Linked DNA regions of Danio rerio: regions 2 and 3 are each linked to region 1. Evidence: chromatin contacts called from public Hi-C and HiCAR-type data. All regions are on one chromosome and are shown on one strand. The core of a region is the stretch at or near the end of the contact, and the rest is flanking DNA. Distances in the headings are between cores, read along the strand shown. Region 1 holds the start of sp3a (sp3a transcription factor). Region 2 holds the start of sp9 (sp9 transcription factor). Region 3 holds the start of cirsr (corepressor of RBPJ and splicing regulator).

Region 1 (2,705 bases), core at 127-2,626:
TCTCATGGCTACCTCTAGAAGGATAACGCACCATGTCATAAAGCGTGAATCATCTCAGACTGGTTTCCTAAACATGACAATGAGTTCACTGTGCTCAAATGGCCTCTACAGTCACCAGATCTCAATCCAATAGAGCACCTTTGGGATGTGGTGGAACGGGAGATTGGCATCATGTGCGGCAGACAAATCTGTAGCAACTGCGTGATGCTTTCATGTCCATATGGAGTAAAATCTGAGGATTATTTCCAGTACCTTGTTGAATCTATGCCACGAATAATTAGGGCTGAAGACAAAAAGGGGTCCAAACTGGTACTAGTATGGTGTACCTATTAAAGTGGCCAGTGATTACGAAATATATATATATATGTGTGTGTATATATAATTTCATTGCATATTTTTTATTTAGTAAATGTATGCATTTCTTTTTATTTAGTAAAAATAATTATATTTGGGTTACTTCAAGTTATTTCTGGCTTTTTGATTTTGCAGATGGATGTGGAAACAAGGATCATTCTGACAAAAAAAAATACATACAACTAATATATGCATGTCTGGATGTGTGTGTTGGCCTGCCAAACACTACACAATATTTACAAAAATAAATGTAATAATAAATAAATTTAAAAAAATAAAAGAATCTGTATTTAACGTGCCACATTAATGTTGGCAGACTCTATGCCCCCCTCCCCCCTAAAAATATTGAAGCAAAAAAACACAAATCGGCTTCATAATTTTATAAACCCATCTCTGACTCATCTTTTATAAAGATGCTGCTGTGTTCTTCATTGAGAAAGGGCTGAATATCATTAATCACTCCTGTTACTTGAGAAACACTTGACAGAGCTCAAGTATCCTCTCACATTTAAACACAAACCTCTTAATTGCTGATTACAAGACAATGAGAAGTGATGGATCATCAAGTTTCCCTGCTTGTTGAAACAGAAGCAAAGACATCTAGTATTCTTGATATGTTTATGAATGGGGGAGAAAAAGGAAAACCTAAACATGAAGTAGGTCTGCTTGTTATGATAGTCTAAATAGGCAAACGTTTAGAACACAATAATAAAGCAAACCCTGCTCTCCATCACACTGTACATCTTCACCTACAAAACTTGTGTAAGGGACAAGGAAACATAGGAAGCAACCCGGTCAAAATGACAGACATCCCGCCCATCCAATCACAAGCTGAGCTTGCCGAGCGACCCTCCAATGAGAGTATAGACGAAGGGCGGGACTTCCTGCTGGTGACGCAGTTGGCGAAGTGGAAGCCCCGCCGTCAATCAAATTAAGAAAAAAACAAACTGGACTAAAGCGAGCGCAAGCAGCGATTAAAACAACCATGTTCGCGGTGTAAAAAAAGCCAACCATCAATCTCCAGGAAAGAGCTCACGTAATGACCGGTACGTAGCATCTGTGGAGCGCACACAACGATCGCTTTGAATCTTTGTGCAGGCTATGTTTGTGCTAAGCTAGGCTAACGTTAGCAGGCGGGTGAATCTGAGAGAGTTTTAGCAAATAAATACGGAGCTAAATCTATCTATAAGCCGCCGAAACGCTTGTGTGGCACCCGATGAAACACCCGCGTGCTGCAGTCACTCTCTAATGCTTGTTTTAGCATTGTTGTGTGTGTGTTTAAGCGCCTGAAGGGCCAGTGAAAGCGGGAGTCATGGCGGACAGCAGCAGCGCTCAGGACGGCGGCGGCGCGGAGCAGGTAAAAATCGCATCAAATCCTCTCCTCTCTTATTCTCTAATGCATGTGCTTTAGTGAAGTTTTCACTTTGTTCTGTTAAAACACTGGTACTTCCTGTGTGGCCACCCCCTTTCATGTATTAAACCCGCCCATCTGCAGGACGGACAGCCCTCGCCGCTCGCCCTGCTCGCCGCCACTTGCACCGGCCTCGGTTCGCCCGCCCCCGGAGCAGAGAACGGGGCCAGCTCTAATAACGCTTCAGCTGGGGTGGTAAGTCAGAAACTACACCGTTTCACCTTTAAATAACCCTCTTACATATGTTTGAGTACAAGCCCGGGGCGTGTTTGCTTTGTGTGGAGTGTATTTATACCATAAACTTAAAGAAGTAATATGGCTGAGGTAAAGTTGGGTTCATATTCGCACAGCCGTTCATTTCTGAACTTGTGACAGGATCCCTATAATGTACTTTGAATATTCGACAACGTAAGCACTATTTGAATGTTAACAAGGGTGTACTTTGATACTTTGTGGCTGCTAATATGATTTCCCCATTTAGAACTGACAACTCTGAAGTGATATTATTATTATTATTAGAGGCAAAGTTGGTTTTATGTTCGCACATTCGTCCATTTAGCATTATTATCATATTATATCTGAGTATGACTTCTAAACAACATTAACACTATCCAATTCACTGTGAACAATGTTGTACTTTGATAGTCATTTGCTGCTTATATGATTTCCCTATTTAGAATTTGCAAAGAATGTTTTTCTGAAATAATTTTATTAAGGAGAATGTCTGAATATCCTAATATAAAACCAACTTTACCTCTATATATTATTGAGCAGAAAGTCTGAATATGAAACACACTTTACCCCATAATCAGAAGCCACACTATTTAACCCTTATGTACTATGGGGAATGTTTTCATCCATTTCGGGGGATTTGAGTCTTAATTTTGCCATATCTTTTTTTTCTGTTTTTCAGCTAGCAGAATGATTTTTTTTCTGACAA
Region 2 (3,120 bases), core at 18-2,517, 170 kb before region 1:
AGTGGACAGGAGGTGAGACGCGGTGGGGCTGATGCCAGTGGAGCTAAACGCGGAGTGCGTGAGGCTGGAGAAGTCCGGGTTGTAGCCGCTTAGCTGGGAGTGGATGGCTTGGGGGGTCCCGGAGTGCAACGAACTTTGCAAAGTGCCAGCTGGATTTTGCACTTCGAGCCACGAGCCCGGGTTTGTGTGCACGTCCCACCACGTGGACGCCCCGTTGGCCACATCGCCCGAAATAGTGGAGTGAAAGCCGGACTTGTACCAGGATTCGTACGGGTGCGCCATGCCGACGCGCGGGTATAAAGTGTCTGCAGAAGAGTGAACTTTGGAAATGAACGCAGACTGTCCCGAGTCCTGCGACGAAACGCTGGTTGTGTTGGAGAACAAGCTGCTGTATTCGGCGGAGAAAGCCGAGGAGGTCGGAGAGGTCGAGGCCAGGCAGAACGCGCTGTTGCCCGCGCCGGTGGTGGTCGTTAGTCCGGAGGTGCTTCGGCTTGTGGCGACTGTGAATCCAGGCAGGCTGGAGCCCAAATTGCAGCTCGACGAGGATCTTTTCCAGGGGTGAAATCCGCCTTTGGAGAACGCACTGGAGTCGGGGAGAGTCGTGAGGGGACTGGTGTTGCCAATTTTGTTGCAGGTCGCAGCCAGCATCGCTAAAGGGGTAGTTCCAAACCGCGGCTCTTCCTGTGTGGATGAAAAGTTTGTGCTCTTTACTAGACTATAAAACATAGCTGGCTTGTGTGAGAATCAAATAGTTTTACAAGTGTCAATGACTCCCCCAAATAAAACCCAAACATCGAATAAAGCGCTCAATGCGCAGATTCATTTTTATTAAAGAGTTGTCTAAAAAGCTTTAGAAAATAATTGTACATATTCATTATGGTAGCCATTTAATAATTGCTAACACATACTTAATTTTAGTGCTTTGTTATTATTGTATTTTTAACCAAGAAGTGACCTTTCTGCAGTACAAATTAACGTTATTTCACAGATTATTCATATTTTATCGAAGTTTTTTTATAATTCTAAAAAAACTCCCTTTTCTTCATAAAAAACAAGAGCGTTTTCTTGAATGGAAAACATTTGTTTTAAGGAATGCATCTAAAAGTTACTTGGAGGTTTGAATGCGAGCAAGCAATAGTGACATGCTAACAACAACAACGATAAAAGAATAATAATAATAAAAAACGTCGAATTAAAATATATCAGAATTTGCGCACTTACCCCAAGTATAGACGTAGCCATATCCAGGGCCTTTCCTAGACAGCTAGCTGAAGAACAATGACTCAGTGTTCCAGTGTGACTGCGGGACAGTGCGCTGAAGCTTTACTCTCTCTACTCGTGTTGTATAGTGAGCGCGTGCTTTGAAGTACAGCTGGCTGCAGTGCTCAGCCAATCTGCGCGCGAGACGAGGCGCCTCCAACCAATAAGCGACGCGACCATGACAGAAATACTAAAGCTGCATGTCAATCAATGACTGGGGAACTGATCCCACTGTCAAGCAATAAGCCATCAGCTATTTTTCACCGTTTTATATATATATACACACACTCATGGCCATCAAGGCGCAGTTTCTGCACAGACTATAGTGCTCAGCTCTTATTGGTATTTAATAGACATCCTCCGATGGTAAGCGTCTCATCTTGATTTTATGCATGGTATCCTCAAATATCTGTGTCGTGTGTGTTGACGGATGCGCTTAAAATGGATTTTTATGATGTGCACTGCGCACAGCTTACGTGATCGCGTTATTGTTATTGTGTAGTTATTATTAGTCATTAATAATATTATTTAATGTACGCATCAAAACCCTACATTTAGGTTAGAGTCGTTAACGTTATAATGTGACGCGTTCACGTTTTGTGTGAATGCAAAGTCATGAGTATTACAGTGTCAGTGCACTCATCTGTTTTTTCTTAAAGAATATTTGAGTCCTTTTATACCTTAAGTTTGTTTAATATTTATAATATGTCGAACTTTCAAATTAGAGCACGCTGAAATGCAAGAGAAGGTCTTGGATGAAGAGGACGGAGTGACAACACTGCTCTCACAACAGGTGTGTTAGACTTTTGCTGAAAGTGTTGTGTATGTGTGTGTGCGAGAGAGAGAGAGAGAGAGGAAGAAGAGGGAGGGATGTGGGGGCGCAGGTTAGAGTTTGGGGTGTTAATGCGCGCGCGCGCTCCTTTAAATACCTTCAGAACCACACGCGAACACATGACTCCAACAAATCTTTTAAAATTAAACAACAATATTTTATTATGTTGCATAAATAAGTTAGAGCGTTAAATTAGACAATAAATAAATAATAATATGAACTATTCGGAATAAAAATATAAAACCACATTCTGAAGAATCACAGATCAAATCATTAATAATTAGGATACGTTTTCCCCCTCAGCACTGCTCTTTTGTATATAAAGATCAATGCATTATAGCAGTGTTTTGCGCTGCTTGTTAAAACATTTAAGGGTAATGACATAATGTAACAATGGTCTGCTTTGGAGTGAATCGCCTCCTTTTAAAAGTTAAAGCAATTTTCTTGAGAATGGCCCCGCCGAAACGCTGTGCATTACAGTATTCAAAATGACCAAATAATGCTCCATTATAGCGCTTGAACGCTGCCAGTCAGACTGGATGCAATTTACTCCGGAGCGCTTTGCTTTAAATTCCCTCCTATGGAGAGAGCTGGGGAATATAAAACAATTTATTCAAATCCGAGCGGCGGAGTCTCGAAAATCGCTTGATTTCCGCAATCACCGCAAATTGACGGAGGAACAATTAACACTATTAAACGTCTGTTCAGCATAAACAAATTGGCCTGAGGCACAGTAGAGGTTTAGGTTACATGTTTAGATGGCTATGTATATGCGCGCGCGCATGCATGTCTATTCACACTTGGAACCAAACGACTAATGTGCATTTCTTCGCAATTAATATATGACCTATTATATCCTCATTGACTGGTTTCTGTCAATGGAAGATAGATTGTCGGCATTCATATGTTAAAAAGGCTAAATGTAGTTATTTTATTATGAGGGACACTAAAAAACATTTTAAAAATGAATCTACATTTATTTATTTAGCAGATTTGTTTTTGTTTCGACAAACCCAAATATTTTGAAT
Region 3 (3,154 bases), core at 337-2,836, 190 kb before region 1:
ACAAAATAACACATTAACATCATTTATAAACTCTGAGTATGACTCAGGCCTTTGCATATAACATTATTTACCCCCAATATGGCAGCTTTTAAGAGGTTATCCGAAAATAAATTAGCATATAACTCGCATGCATTAGGTAAAGTTAATATGATTAAATAATATGATTTACCTCAGCGTATATACATGTATCAGAAACAAAGACAACCTGTGTTCTGCTCGAAGAGAACAAGCATCTGTTTACTTTCCTTTTCCTTTCCCCATAAACAAAACTGCCGCAGACTTTGACATGAATCCGCATGCACCTTCACCTGATTCATAATCACATAAACAATCTGCTGGATAAGGGACACAGCAGTGCGGTCGATCCATATACGTGCTTAGTCAGCGATAAAGTAGGCGGGGCAATGGCGCTTTCTATACACGTCAAGTCACGTGGTTGTGCAGTAGCAGTGTTGATTGGCTATTTGATTTTGCTGTCGCAAAAAATAAATAAATATGATATATAATAAATTAGAGTAATATAAATAACAGATCTGACAACCATGAAAATATAGTTATGAAATAATCATAATTAAAATAAGAGCAGATATAATTAGGACTAAATAAATGCACAAATATATTAAACAATTATTGATGGATAATCAGTTTTATTGACAATATATTTATTATAGTGTTTATATATTTAATATAATATATTTAATGTATTTATTTTATTGATAAGAAATTTATTGAGATGTAATTAGGCTGTATTTCTATGGTTGAGAAATTAAATTAGGAATTTAAGACTTTTATTAAGGAAAATTATAAGGTGGTCATGGATACATAATTAAATGCTAAATAAATCTGGTAGTTAAGTCAATAAAAGATCACAATTACACAGTTACATAAATAAATACAATAACATTGCCGTTTTCATAGGTTGCTAAAGATTCATTACAATCTAAATTTAGCTGAAAGGCAGTGCACATTTACTGTTTTACGGGCTATATGTATCTTAATTTCATGCTATATTTGTTATTTTTAGGCTATATGCATTTTATTTTCATGCTATATTTGTTATTTTCGGGATATATGCAATTTATTTTCATGTTATATTTGTTATTTTCAGGCTATATGCATGTTATATATATTTTTATTTTATTTTATTTTTTATTGTTTTATTTAAGCAGGAATTTGTGGGTTTTTTATATGTATTTATGTATTTATTTCTATATTTATTTATTGTTTTATTTATGCAGGAATGTGTGTTTTTTATCTTTATTTATTTATTTATTTATTTATTTGCATAATTATTTATTGTTTTATTTATGCAGAAATTTGTGGGCTTATTAATTAATTTAGTTGCATATTTATTTATTGTTTTATTTCTGCAAGCATTTGAGGATTTATCAATTAATTAGTTTGTTTATTTGCATATTTGCATATTTATTTATTTATTGTTTTTGCAGGTTTCGTACTCCATAGAAAGAAAATTATCATAATAAGCTTTAAGAAAGTTATTATTCATTTTATTGTTAATAAGTTTAAGAGATTCACTGTTTTACACACAAAAAAAAACATTTATGATCTTTTGAGCCACCGTTGTCATTGCGTCATAAAGAAGCGCCGCTTTTGGTGGTGTTATGATGTTGTTTAGTCGAAAGCGCTAAGTTTAATTCTTAATAACACTTTGGTCGTATCGCTGGTGATTAAACATGGGCAAATCTTTTGCTAATTTCATGTGTAAGAAGGATTTCCATCCTGCATCAAAATCCAACATAAAGAAGGTGAGAGGGTTTAAGCTAGCATGCTAATACGCCTCGAGTGTAAACATTAGGCTGACTTTGTTCAGATCGAGTCATATTGTAGTAATGATATCATAATTAAATGTTTGCTAAATTAATTATATTAAGCAGCTTTCCCGTTAATTTATTTGATTTTGTATGTTTGTTTGTGAGGGAATTGCCCAAAAAAACTGCGATTCCAGCGTTACGGATGTGATACAGTAAAGACTTTAAACATAAATTCATAGAAAATGTATGTGTTAACAGTAAGTTATATTTAAACAAAAGTTTATATTTTCCCAAAAACAAACCACAGAGTTAAGGGATCAGACAAATATCAAACTGTAAACTTGTTTTATATTCTAAATGATGAAATAATTTTTGTAAATAATTTTTTGTTTATTTTTCCCCCAGTTTCTGTTTAACAAATAGAAGATTTTACCAACACATTTCTAATCATAATAGTTTTAATAACTCATTTCTAATAACTGATTACTTTTATCTTTGCCATGATGACAGTAAATAATATTTTACTATATATTCTTCAAGACACTTCTATACAGCTTAAAGTGACATTTAAAGGCTTAACTAGGTTAATTAGGCAGGTTAGGGGAATTAGGCAAGTTATTGTATAACGATGGTTTGTTCTGTTGACTATCGGAAAAAAAATAGCTTAAAGGGGCTAATAATTTTGACCTTAAAATGGATTAAAAAAAATTCAAAACTGCTTTTATTCTAACCGAAATTAAACAAATAAGACTTTCTCCAGAAGAAGAAATATTATCAGAAATATTGTGAAAATGTCCTTGCTCTGTTAAACATCATTTGGGAAATATTTAAAGTTCAAATAAAAAAATAAAATGGTGGCAAATAATTCTGAATTCAACTGTATATAAAATAAGCTGAAACAACCCAATTATTGAGCTTTGGTTTTGGGACAACTTAATTGTTTCAATCCACTTAAATTTGTGAAAAAATAATAGGTTATTTATGTAGTCCTAACACAAGTCGATTGTGTGTAACTGTTAATGCAGTCCCTATATTGTTTACCACACTACTTTGAATATTCGGTCTGAAAATGCATACAAGTATGCTAACAGTGTTGTTCTTTTATAGCCATTGGCTACTAAAATGATTTCCCTATCTAGAATTGGCAATTATTACTTTTTTCCAAAGTCTGAATGTGTGAATATAAAACCAACTTTACCCCAATTACACTTGGCTCTTTTTGTGTGAAATTAAATAAAATTGTCGGAAAACGGTGACAGAGACATTTTTTAGTGTTTTTAAAGTACTGCAAAGTCTACGCAAACAACTTAGAAAGGGTTTCGCTGTTTTGACGAAAAGACTTTTTTATAGCAAGGTTGAGTTTTTGCTTGGCATTGCTCTCT

The links. Hi-C and Micro-C count contacts between places; a contact is called where the count stands out from the background. HiCAR-type assays count read pairs that join an accessible place to other places.
Region 2: a HiCAR-type map of caudal fin shows a contact between it and region 1, with 17 times the contacts expected there. The contact joins the promoter of sp9 here to the promoter of sp3a in region 1. A contact is called at or near these places in 4 of 18 Hi-C or Micro-C datasets (caudal fin, embryo, hematopoietic stem cells and 1 more) and 3 of 4 datasets of contacts at active chromatin or transcription factors (caudal fin, embryo and gastrula embryo).
Region 3: a contact with region 1 is called in a Hi-C map of hematopoietic stem cells, with 2.8 times the contacts expected there. The contact joins the promoter of cirsr here to the promoter of sp3a in region 1. A contact is called at or near these places in 2 of 18 Hi-C or Micro-C datasets (caudal fin and hematopoietic stem cells) and 1 of 4 datasets of contacts at active chromatin or transcription factors (embryo).

What each region holds. Positions count from the first base shown.
Region 1 is chr9:2,774,951-2,777,655 of GRCz12tu, forward strand. sp3a (sp3a transcription factor) reads left to right here and starts at 1,377. Exons shown (of 7, transcript NM_001089498.1): 1 at 1,377-1,711; 2 at 1,850-1,960. The coding sequence starts at 1,667. All of the region lies in intron 3 of LOC141376046 (a long non-coding RNA gene), which reads right to left.
Region 2 is chr9:2,606,006-2,609,125 of GRCz12tu, forward strand. sp9 (sp9 transcription factor) reads right to left here and starts at 1,268. Exons shown (of 1, transcript NM_212960.2): 1 at 1-1,268. The coding sequence starts at 726. It overlaps LOC103911600 (a long non-coding RNA gene), which reads left to right and starts at 1,473. Exons shown (of 3, transcript XR_662496.5): 1 at 1,473-1,626; 2 at 1,986-2,053.
Region 3 is chr9:2,584,836-2,587,989 of GRCz12tu, forward strand. It overlaps cirsr (corepressor of RBPJ and splicing regulator), which reads left to right and starts at 1,587. Exons shown (of 11, transcript XR_012385097.1): 1 at 1,587-1,766. It overlaps scrn3 (secernin 3), which reads right to left and starts at 235. Exons shown (of 8, transcript NM_199738.1): 1 at 170-235.